Linked DNA regions of Mus musculus: regions 1 and 3 are each linked to region 2. Evidence: chromatin contacts called from public ChIA-PET data. All regions are on one chromosome and are shown on one strand. Each heading gives the region's core, a stretch centred on a gene start, on an enhancer-like site or on the middle of the called end of the contact. The rest is flanking DNA. Distances are from core to core; before and after follow the strand shown.

Region 1 (2,819 bases), core at 129-2,628, 330 kb before region 2:
TTCTAAGTACTTGGGTTTAAGTAGCAGGAAGATTAGGAGTTCAAGACCAGCCTCGGGTAGATTAGTCCTTGTCTCAACACACACACACACACACACACACACACATACACACTCCACACCACACCACACCACACCACACCACACCACACCACACCACACACACACACACACACACCACACCACACCACATACACGGTGGGGTGGGTGGGGAGAGGGAGAACACAAAACAAGGGATTAGGGACCATGGCTTAGTTGGCCTATTACAGAGCCACAACTCAGGGGCTTAGAGATTTGGCCCCTCTAGGATCAGCAGACAGGCCCATTTGCTGGGTGAAATCCATTCCCGTCTCCTTTGATCTCACCTGTGACTCTACATCCCACCTGGAGTGATAAGAAGGGTTACAGCCCAAGAGAGCAGAAATAGATGTCTACCTGTGTCTGCCACAATCTCAAGGAATGGTACACCAGTCAGCTGGAAAATTGTAGGAAAAAAACAGATGCTTCCTGTTAAACCAAAAATAGCAGAGAGAGAGAGAGAGAGAGAGAGAGAGAGCAGAAACTCTGGCTGTTCTACCCTTATGTCCCCTTCGAATAGCTCACTCTTTCCCCCTTGCTCCTTTTTTCCCTTGTAATACAACCTTGATCAGTTTACTCCAACCAAAGACCCCACCTCAATCCTGCCTCTGTGACTTTGCAGTTGCCCTTCATCCCGTCTTCTGAAATGCCATGGTCCTTTGCAGGCCGGTCTTGCTTCCTCCCCTGACTTCACCATTCATTCATTACCATCTCCTGCAGGCTCCCATGGCCTTCAAAGTGATGCCACTTTTTATCAGTCTAACAAGCTTTTACAACTCTATTGGATGCTTCGTGAGGACAGGGAGAAGGGATCATGAGTCAATCCTGCTCGTGTCTTAGCCTGGAAAACACTGTATGGTCCAGTTGCTCATTCACTGGCTGTGACATTTGTCTGAGTGTGCCTGAATCCCCTGGCAGACCTTACCACCAATTTCTCACCCACAGGAATATCAGATTCCTCCCAGAGTTCTGCAGAGTTCATGGCCTCACAAAGGTCACAGCTGGAGACAAATGTGATATGCCCAGAAAAGCTGATTGCAAGACTGAAAACCATAGTGGTTTCTAAAGACCACAGAGAAAGGAAAAAAAAGAAAAGAAGAAGAAGGACTTAAACAAATATTTTTCCTAAGCAGACCTCAGTCTCTAGAAGGGTTTTCAAACTGCAGACACAGCAAAAGAAATGAGAGCTGAGAAAGCGAGAAAGCGCTGTGCTGGGCAGAACAGGGCTTCATTTACACTGTGGTGATGGCTGATCCGGGGGATTTCTGTGCTTCCGTAGCCTCTGAAAACCTCCGTTCCTTTTCCCCAGTCAGAACCAAAAAGACCCTAAGCTCAGAGAACCTGCTAAACTGAAAGAAGTGAAGAGGAAGTGAGAGCCTCCGAGGGACAAATAGAAAGAGAAAGGGGGGATTTTCTCTTGTGGTGTCTTAGGTAAAAAACGATAGTGCATTGGTGAGGCCAGGAGTCAGACCCCGGCATGGGGTCAGGAGATAGCAACGCTAGGCTCAATAGTGCTAGCTCTGGCTGTTTAGGACCACTTGAATCCAGGAGTTCAAGGGTAGCTGGGTGTCATAGTGAGACCTTGTCTTATAATTAAATAAATGTTGGGGGCTGAGGCAGGAGGATGGTCAGTTTGAGGCCATCATGAGCTATATAGCAAGACCCAATATTGGAAAAACAGACTACTGACTGACTGACTGACAGTCTGTGGAGAAGCAGAGCCTAATGGGAAAGGGAGCTCACTCTGCTCTCATGCTGAGCAGAGGATGTTGCAAGAGCAAAGGTTCCCAGCCTTTGTCAACAAAGTGTCAACAACCAGGATCCAACGGAAGCTGCTGAGCACAAGGAGCGGCTGTCCTCTTCTCCAAGGACTGTCCCCTGTGGTGCAGAGCTGGGCATCAGGACAGCAAGCACCCTGGCAGTGGAGGGACTGAACTCAGCAAAGATGACTGTCAATACAGGAAGTGGGAGGATAGAGAGTCACAGGCAGAGCCAAGTCGTAGATGTTCTCAAAATTGAAACAGAGGAGATGCCTACCTGCCCTCCCTTCCAAATCACTTCCTGTAAGTAGCAGTGGATTGGACAGAAGTACTTTCCTATTTCTTCTCCCAGCTCCCATTAAGGTGAGAACAAAAGAGCAGAGTAGACAAGAGTCCCCAAGGACAAGAGAATAGGGAAGGAAATAAAAGCAGAGGAGAAATGTCAGCAAGTGTTAGCAATGAGAGCGTGCAGGAGAGAGACAACTGATGTGTGAGCTCATGGATAAAGACTTACAGGGAGCAAGCCAGTCCATCAAAGGACAGGAGTCTACCTGAGTACAGCAGACAGTGGAGCTGAGGCCTGGGCTCACAGCTGGGGCTAGGGGACCTGCTTTTAAAGGATAGTACACAGAGTGTGGTACTACATGTCCATAATCCCAGGGTTTGGGAGATAATGATAGAAGGATCGGAAGTCTAAAGCCAGCCTGGGTCACATGAGACCTTGCTTCTAAAAGGGGAGGGGAGGGGTAGTGTCTTAGTTAGGGTTTTACTGCTGTGAAAAGACATCATGACCAAGGCAAATCTTATAAGGACAACATTTAATTGGGACTGGCTTACAGGTTCAGAAGTTCAGTCCATTATCATCAAGGTAGGAACATGGCAGCATCCAGGCAGAGTCTTAAAGCCCACACCCACAGTGGCACACCTATTCCAACAAGGTCACACCTACTGCGACAAGGCCACACCTTCTAATAATGCCATTCC
Region 2 (3,065 bases), core at 83-2,582:
ATACCACACACCAATGCATGCACATACATCTTAATTAATTGAAAAAATAAATAAAAACAAATTTTAAATGTAGGGAACCATTTGATCACTAGAAAAAAATAGTTATTGGTTTGTTTTTAAAGACAGTCTTGGGGCTGGAGAGATGGCTCAGCGGTTAAGAGCACTGACTGCTCTTCCAGAGGTCCAGAGTTCAATTCCCAGCAACCACATGGTAGCTCACAAACATCTGTAATGGGATATGATGCCATCTTCTGGTGTCCCTGCAGAGAGCAATGGTGTACTCATATAATAAAATAAATAAATAAAATTTAAAAATTAAGACAGAGTTTTACTATGCAGCTGGCCTCAATCTAGCAATTCTCCTGCCTCAAGTGCTGGTACTACAAGTATGGACCACTATGTCTGGGTAAGGTTAAAAAAAAAAAGGAAAGATAAGGAAACAGGGAGAGAGACAGACAGACAGACAGGCAGACAGAGAGACAGAGAGACAGAGACAGGGTGTGTGTTAGCTTACATGTGGAAGTTTCAGCTAGCCACTGGCTCTGCTACCAAAATGTGGTCTCTTGTTTCTGGAGTAGGAAGGGGAGGGTCTGACAGTTCTGGGTGGCTCTGCATGTACTTCAAGGTCAGATGCTCTCAAGAAATTTCCCCATAGCCTTTTCTGATTGCTACATTCAAATGCTGCCTCCAAATGTGGTCAGCCTTGATTCCTGTCAGGCCAACATGTGGTACTGCTCATGCCTACATGGGGCCTGATTCCTTTGGTCCTAACTTAATCCTTCTTCCTCCTTAACCAGTTCACGAATTGCCCCAGAACGCCATGTCCAGCATCCTCTGTGATAAAAGCAACGGGGTCACTGTGGTGTTCAGATACAAGACTCCACAATGAACTCCAGGACCCTGGAGTACTCACAGTTAAATCAGCCTATGAATACCAGAAGGGAAGCAGAGGCAAACCCGTGGTCTATGGCTCTACCAGCTCGTTCTCTCCCTCTCCCCCTCTCCCTCTTTCTGTCTCCTTCTTCTCCTTCTTCCCTCCCCTATTTCTCCTTGCTTCTCTTCATCCCTCCCTTCCTCCCTAACCCCTCCCCCTCTCTCCTGAATATAATTCAACCAGGCTCACACAGATAGGACCTTGAGTCTGAGTTGACAAAATACACTTCTGTCTGAGGGTGGGGGTGGGGGTGGGGGTGAGTGGGTGGGTGGGTTAGGGGAGGATCCTAATGAGTCACTTCCCCTGCTTTACTTCCTTTTTCACTGATACAGCATCCCCAGTGAGTGGGAGGGAGAGATAACCAGGCCTGGGCTGGAACCTCGTTGGTGAACGCAGCAGAGGGTGTGAGCTTGTCCCCCCTCCTTCATGGTCCTCTCCCCTCCCCACTCAAAGCCCAATCTTCTCTCTCCTTTACAATGTCTTCCCGTGTTTAGGTCCGCCCCACAACAGGTGACAAGTCAAAAGCCCGATGGCTCTCCGAGTTATCAGAGTCTTATTCCTTGGATCAGGTGGGAAGTGGAGAAGCTGAGATGGGGACAGAATGGCTGCAGTCCTCCAGCTAAAGTATTAAGAATCATGGCAGTGTGCACTTGGAGGCTGACAGCAGGTATTAACTTACATTAATCTCGCTGTGGCTTCAGTGATGCCCTCCCAGATGCAGAAGCGATCGGATCACATCATGTATACTCCCCATTGCACAGAGCTGGGAATTGTGGGGGTCGGGGCGTGGGGATGGGGTGACACATCTTCAAGGTCAAGGGAAGCCAAGGCACAGTATGCAGTGACCTCAGACTTGAGGATCTGCGTTGTCGGCTGCACCCTGTATCCTTTCGCCATCCCTTTGATGGGCTCCTGGGCAGGTGGATAGAAGGTTGATGCTGGAGGGACAGCCAGGCTCTAGTCCCAGCAACCATTACATGACCTCTGGCATGTCCTCCACCCTCCCCGAGCTTATAGGAAATGAAAGGGGCTCATGGAGTTCTCTCGGGCCCTTTCCACTTCTACTACCTTATGTGTTTTTCTGTGCTGGGAGTCTCTTTTACCCGCAGAGGGAGGAAGTGGGGCTGTGGTTTCCTCCATCTAGAGCTGAAATGAGTAGATAAAACCGAGGCATGGCTGCAGGGAAGGAGGGGGAGGGAGGAATCCTCACTGGGACCTGGGGCCAGATACCAAAGCAAGAGGCATGCTTACAATACTGAGTGCTAGATAAAACAGCCACACCAAGCCCCTTCTTCGTGGGTGACAGCCATCGGCCTTGCTCTGGTCCTTCACTGTAGAGGGGACCAGATAGTCTCTCCGAGTCACGTGACACACTAGTCACGTGACACGGTCTGATCGTCCAGTTGCTTTCTCAGTTGCAACCCAGTTGGTTTCTCCCAAAGACTTCTGGTTCTGGGACCCCCATCCCCCATCCCATATACACATATTAAAATAGATGTAGAGGTCTCTTATAGAAAATGGCATGATGACACATGAATACCCTTCCCAAAGCTTTACTTTTCTTCTTTCTTTCTTTCTTTCTTTCTTTCTTTCTTTCTTTCTTTCTTTCTTTCTTTCTTTCTTTCTTTCTTTCTTTCTTTCTTTCTTTCTCTCTCTCTCTCTCTCTCTCTTTCTCTCTCTCTCTCCCTTCCTTTCTCCCTCCCTTCCTCTTTCCCTCCCTCCCTCCCTTCCTTTCTTCCTTTCTCTTTTATTTTGAGATAAGGTCTTTTTATGTATCTGTGGCCCCCAAATTCTTGAAATAATCTCTAATACCAATAAAGCCAAATGTAATGTATAATCACCACAGTCTTATTATGTAGAGAATGTCGAGACTTTTTTGCATATTAAGATCAGACACACATTTTTTAATACCTTTGATTGGCGACTAATTAAATAATACACATGGAGAGAGCGCTAAGCGTACTATTTTATGCCCAGTAGTAAAGACCACAGAAAAGACAAGAAAGCAATTCTTTAGAGAAAACAAGGCACAGGGCTTAGCTTATCAACAAGTTTGGGGGCTAGAGAGATGGCTCATTGGTTTAGAGTACTTGTTGCTCTTGCAGAGGACATGGGTTCATGTCCCAGCTCT
Region 3 (3,111 bases), core at 22-2,521, 290 kb before region 2:
GTGACAGGCATAGTGGCAGGAGCCCTGCTCATTTTCCTCCTGATATGGCTGCTAATACGAAGGAAAAGCAAAGACAGATACGAGGAAGAAGACAGACCTAATGAAATCCGGTAAGCTTCCCTATTTGTGCAAACTCCCTTTACAGGCCAATTCCATAGTAACCAGTCAATATCATTCCGTAGGTCCCCTGCATTATTAATCTCTTCAAAGGGTTATCCTAGCAAGTAGGAAATTACAGTCTGGGGACAGGAGATGTGATTCACTTATTGTGAAACTATCTTTGTCCTGGCTTGCTTTTTGTTGCTATGGCAAACAACATGACCAAAAGCAGCCTGGAAAGAAAAGGGTTTCTTTCCCCCTACAGCTTACAGTCCGTTACCAAGGGAAGGCAGGAAAGGAAAAGAATTCAAGGCAGGAAAGGAATTCAAGGCAGGAAAGGAATTCAAGGCAGGAAAGGAATTCAAGGCAGGAAAGGAATTCAAGGCAGGAAGCTGGGGGTGCCAACTGAAGCAGAGGCCATGGAGGGGTGCTGCTTACTGGTTTGCTCCTCACAGCTTGCTCAGCCTGCTTTCTAATAGAACCCAGCATCGCCTTCCCAGGAGTGGCACCACCCACAATGAGCAGTACTCTCAGACAGCCATCATTAGTCCAGAAAAAAAAGCACCACAGGCTTGCCAACCAGCCATTCTGATGGAGACATTTCTTCAGCTGAGGCTCCCTCTCCCCGATGACTCTAGCTTGTGTCATGCTAACAACCAACCAGCTTAAGTCTCAGCTTTACCTCTGATTCACTTCCACTTAGCAAGGGTAGATGATAAAAAGGGTATAACCCACAGGACATGAAAGGGTTTAAGTACGCAAACCCCCAAATCAAAGCAATTCTATCAAAGCAATCAAAGTCTCCTGTTGAGCTGTATCCTGGTGCAACTGGCTCAACCTCTCTGGCAGTCACTCAACAAACATTTTCCTAAACTGAGCATTAAGTCTTAGGAAACCAGAAACTGCTCAGTTCCTTAACTGACTGCCTTGGAGGTTTATGGCTTGAGGAGTTTATTGGAAAAAAAAAAAAAAATCTCAGGAGGAAGTAACTTTAACGAGCGTCAACCCAGCCCCGGCAGTACTAAAGTTTATCTTTGCTATCTGTTCACTTTTCCGCTTTCAGAGAAGACGCCGAAGCGCCCCGAGCCCGCCTTGTGAAGCCTAGCTCCTCTTCCTCAGGCTCCCGGAGCTCACGCTCTGGCTCCTCCTCCACCCGCTCCACCGGGAACAGTGCCTCCAGAAGCCAGCGGACGCTGTCGAGTGAAGCAGCGCCGCAGCAGCCCGGGCTAGCCCCGCAGGCATACAGCCTCATAGGACCGGAAGTGAGAGGTTCTGAACCAAAGAAAGTCCACCATACGACCCTGACCAAAGCAGAAACCACACTCAGCACAACGCCCAGCCAGAGCAAAGCCTTCCAAACTGTCTGACTTAGAGTGGACTTGACTTGCGCTTGCCCCAAAGTCAGGATCTTAGCCTAGTCACTGGAGCTCGTCCACCAGCCACGCAAGCCCCTCAGCCAGATACGATCTCACTTAAGTAGCTGCAGAAATGGCACGGACCAGTTCTGATGAGTACCCTCCTTATATAGGATACCAAACAAACACAAGGACGGAGGCTGACCATCTATCTCTAAAGGCACCTCACTGTGCCTTCAGACAGAGTGGAGGGGAGGAGGGGCCCAAGCTTATTTGGTGAAAATAAAGGGAAAGGTGAGGCTGCACACACCTGAAACATCTTACCTAGGATGTTGCAAGTCACCACAGTCAAGAAGAAGCGGGAATCTCGTAGATCAATTTTCTATTCATTTCTGCAAATTTATTGGATTAGTGTGATTATTCAGATAGTCAAAACAGAAGCCCACGCCTTATAATATACCTATCTGCAACATGTACTGGGAGAACTGCGTTTAAGAAATTCACATTAAAAAAAAAAAAAAAAGAAGGAAACACATTTTTTTTCTACTTTGACTTGACTTCTTGTGTCATAAGGTTTGAACGTTGGTTGGGGAGGATTTGCAATGTGGGAGACAGAGAAAAGGGACTTTTCTCTTACCTCATCAACAGCCAATCTTCCTATTTCCGTCGAACCCTAAAATAATAACTAAGGAGGGAGTCCAACCAAGATGGGACATGATTCTCTGAAGAGCTTTCCTTTTTGATATTCAGAGGCTTGACAACAGATATCAAGACGATTATCCCGGGGCAGTTGTGGCTCTTTATTCCAATTTGACTGACTCCCCTAAAGACTTCTCTGCTGGATGTTTCTAGGAGAAACAAATACTCACTACATGTCACTTAATGAATGTCCTTAGGGACAGTCCTCTAGAGAAAGTCTCTCAGGGATGTTGAAAGATCCCCTTGCATACCACTTCCTGCTCCTCTTTCTGGGAACAAGAGCAACCAGAATTTCAAGACTGCTTGGAATAGAGAGGGAGAGTAGACCTTTCTCTCAGTAGGTCAAAGGACATTTGATACTGGCCCAAAACTTGGCGATTCTTTCATTCTAGAAGGATGCAAATGTGGGACTTTTGATGATTCTAGGCCTTAAATTTTCAGCAATCATTTCCTAAAGGCACTGAAACCCAAACCCCTCCCATGGCCCTCTCCCCGCTGAGAGGTTGAACGGTATCCTCGCTGTCTTTCTTCTCAGCGGTAGACTCCAAGAGACTTGGAAGGAGTAAACTGCCATTAGGGAGTAGGTGGTGAGCAAAACAAGGGGTGGTGGGCGGTGGGAGTGGGTTCAGCTCAAGGCTGTTAACATTTTTGGCGTTGGCGCTTGGGAAGGAATTAGCAGAAAGGATTCACTACCAGCAAAAGTATCAAACAACTCACACAAGGAGAAGAAAGGTGTCTGAGAAATGTTTAAAAAAAAAAAAAAAAAAAAAGGCAGCCTTTCCAGGACAAGTAACTTGCCTTTTAGAAGGTTTTGAAGATTAGGGCACTTAAGGCACAGCTGCTAAACCTGAATGAGCCCTTCAAAGAACAAAGCAAAGTCAGCTGGTCGTGGTGGGTGGAGCGGAGCATTTCCTATTGTTGACCAGGGCAAAGGCTAGAGAAAAGCGGAAGTGCTGTG

Evidence for each region. ChIA-PET counts read pairs in DNA pulled down with a chosen protein or histone mark.
Region 1: an RNA polymerase II ChIA-PET map of memory CD8 T cells shows a contact between it and region 2, with 26 read pairs. The contact joins two enhancer-like sites. A contact is called at or near these places in 2 of 115 datasets of contacts at active chromatin or transcription factors (memory CD8 T cells and microglia) and 1 of 9 other capture datasets (pancreatic islet).
Region 3: a contact with region 2 is called in an RNA polymerase II ChIA-PET map of memory CD8 T cells, with 10 read pairs. The contact joins two enhancer-like sites. A contact is called at or near these places in 1 of 484 Hi-C or Micro-C datasets (the G1E-ER4 cell line), 2 of 115 datasets of contacts at active chromatin or transcription factors (bone marrow-derived macrophages and memory CD8 T cells) and 1 of 9 other capture datasets (adipose tissue).

The regions. Positions count from the first base shown.
Region 1 is chr9:40,742,488-40,745,306 of GRCm38.p6, forward strand. The region is part of intron 1 of Clmp (CXADR-like membrane protein); the gene reads left to right. Among named protein-coding and RNA genes, the nearest start is that of Hspa8, 57 kb to the right of the region's middle. Within about 2 kb of position 1,379, at least 115 of the 459 cell types and tissues checked have an H3K27ac peak or open chromatin away from gene starts, as enhancers often do. A contact at or near this core is called in memory CD8 T cells and microglia, where this site is marked.
Region 2 is chr9:41,071,634-41,074,698 of GRCm38.p6, forward strand. All of the region lies in intron 1 of Ubash3b (ubiquitin associated and SH3 domain containing, B), which reads right to left. Among named protein-coding and RNA genes, the nearest start is that of Crtam, 69 kb to the left of the region's middle. RefSeq lists an enhancer at 6-3,054. Within about 2 kb of position 1,333, at least 120 of the 459 cell types and tissues checked have an H3K27ac peak or open chromatin away from gene starts, as enhancers often do. A contact at or near this core is called in adipose tissue, bone marrow-derived macrophages, memory CD8 T cells and 1 more, where this site is marked.
Region 3 is chr9:40,781,145-40,784,255 of GRCm38.p6, forward strand. It overlaps Clmp (CXADR-like membrane protein), which reads left to right. Exons shown (of 7, transcript NM_133733.5): 6 at 1-110; 7 at 1,163-3,111. The coding sequence ends at 1,466. Among named protein-coding and RNA genes, the nearest start is that of Hspa8, 19 kb to the right of the region's middle. Within about 2 kb of position 1,272, at least 170 of the 459 cell types and tissues checked have an H3K27ac peak or open chromatin away from gene starts, as enhancers often do. A contact at or near this core is called in adipose tissue, bone marrow-derived macrophages and memory CD8 T cells, where this site is marked.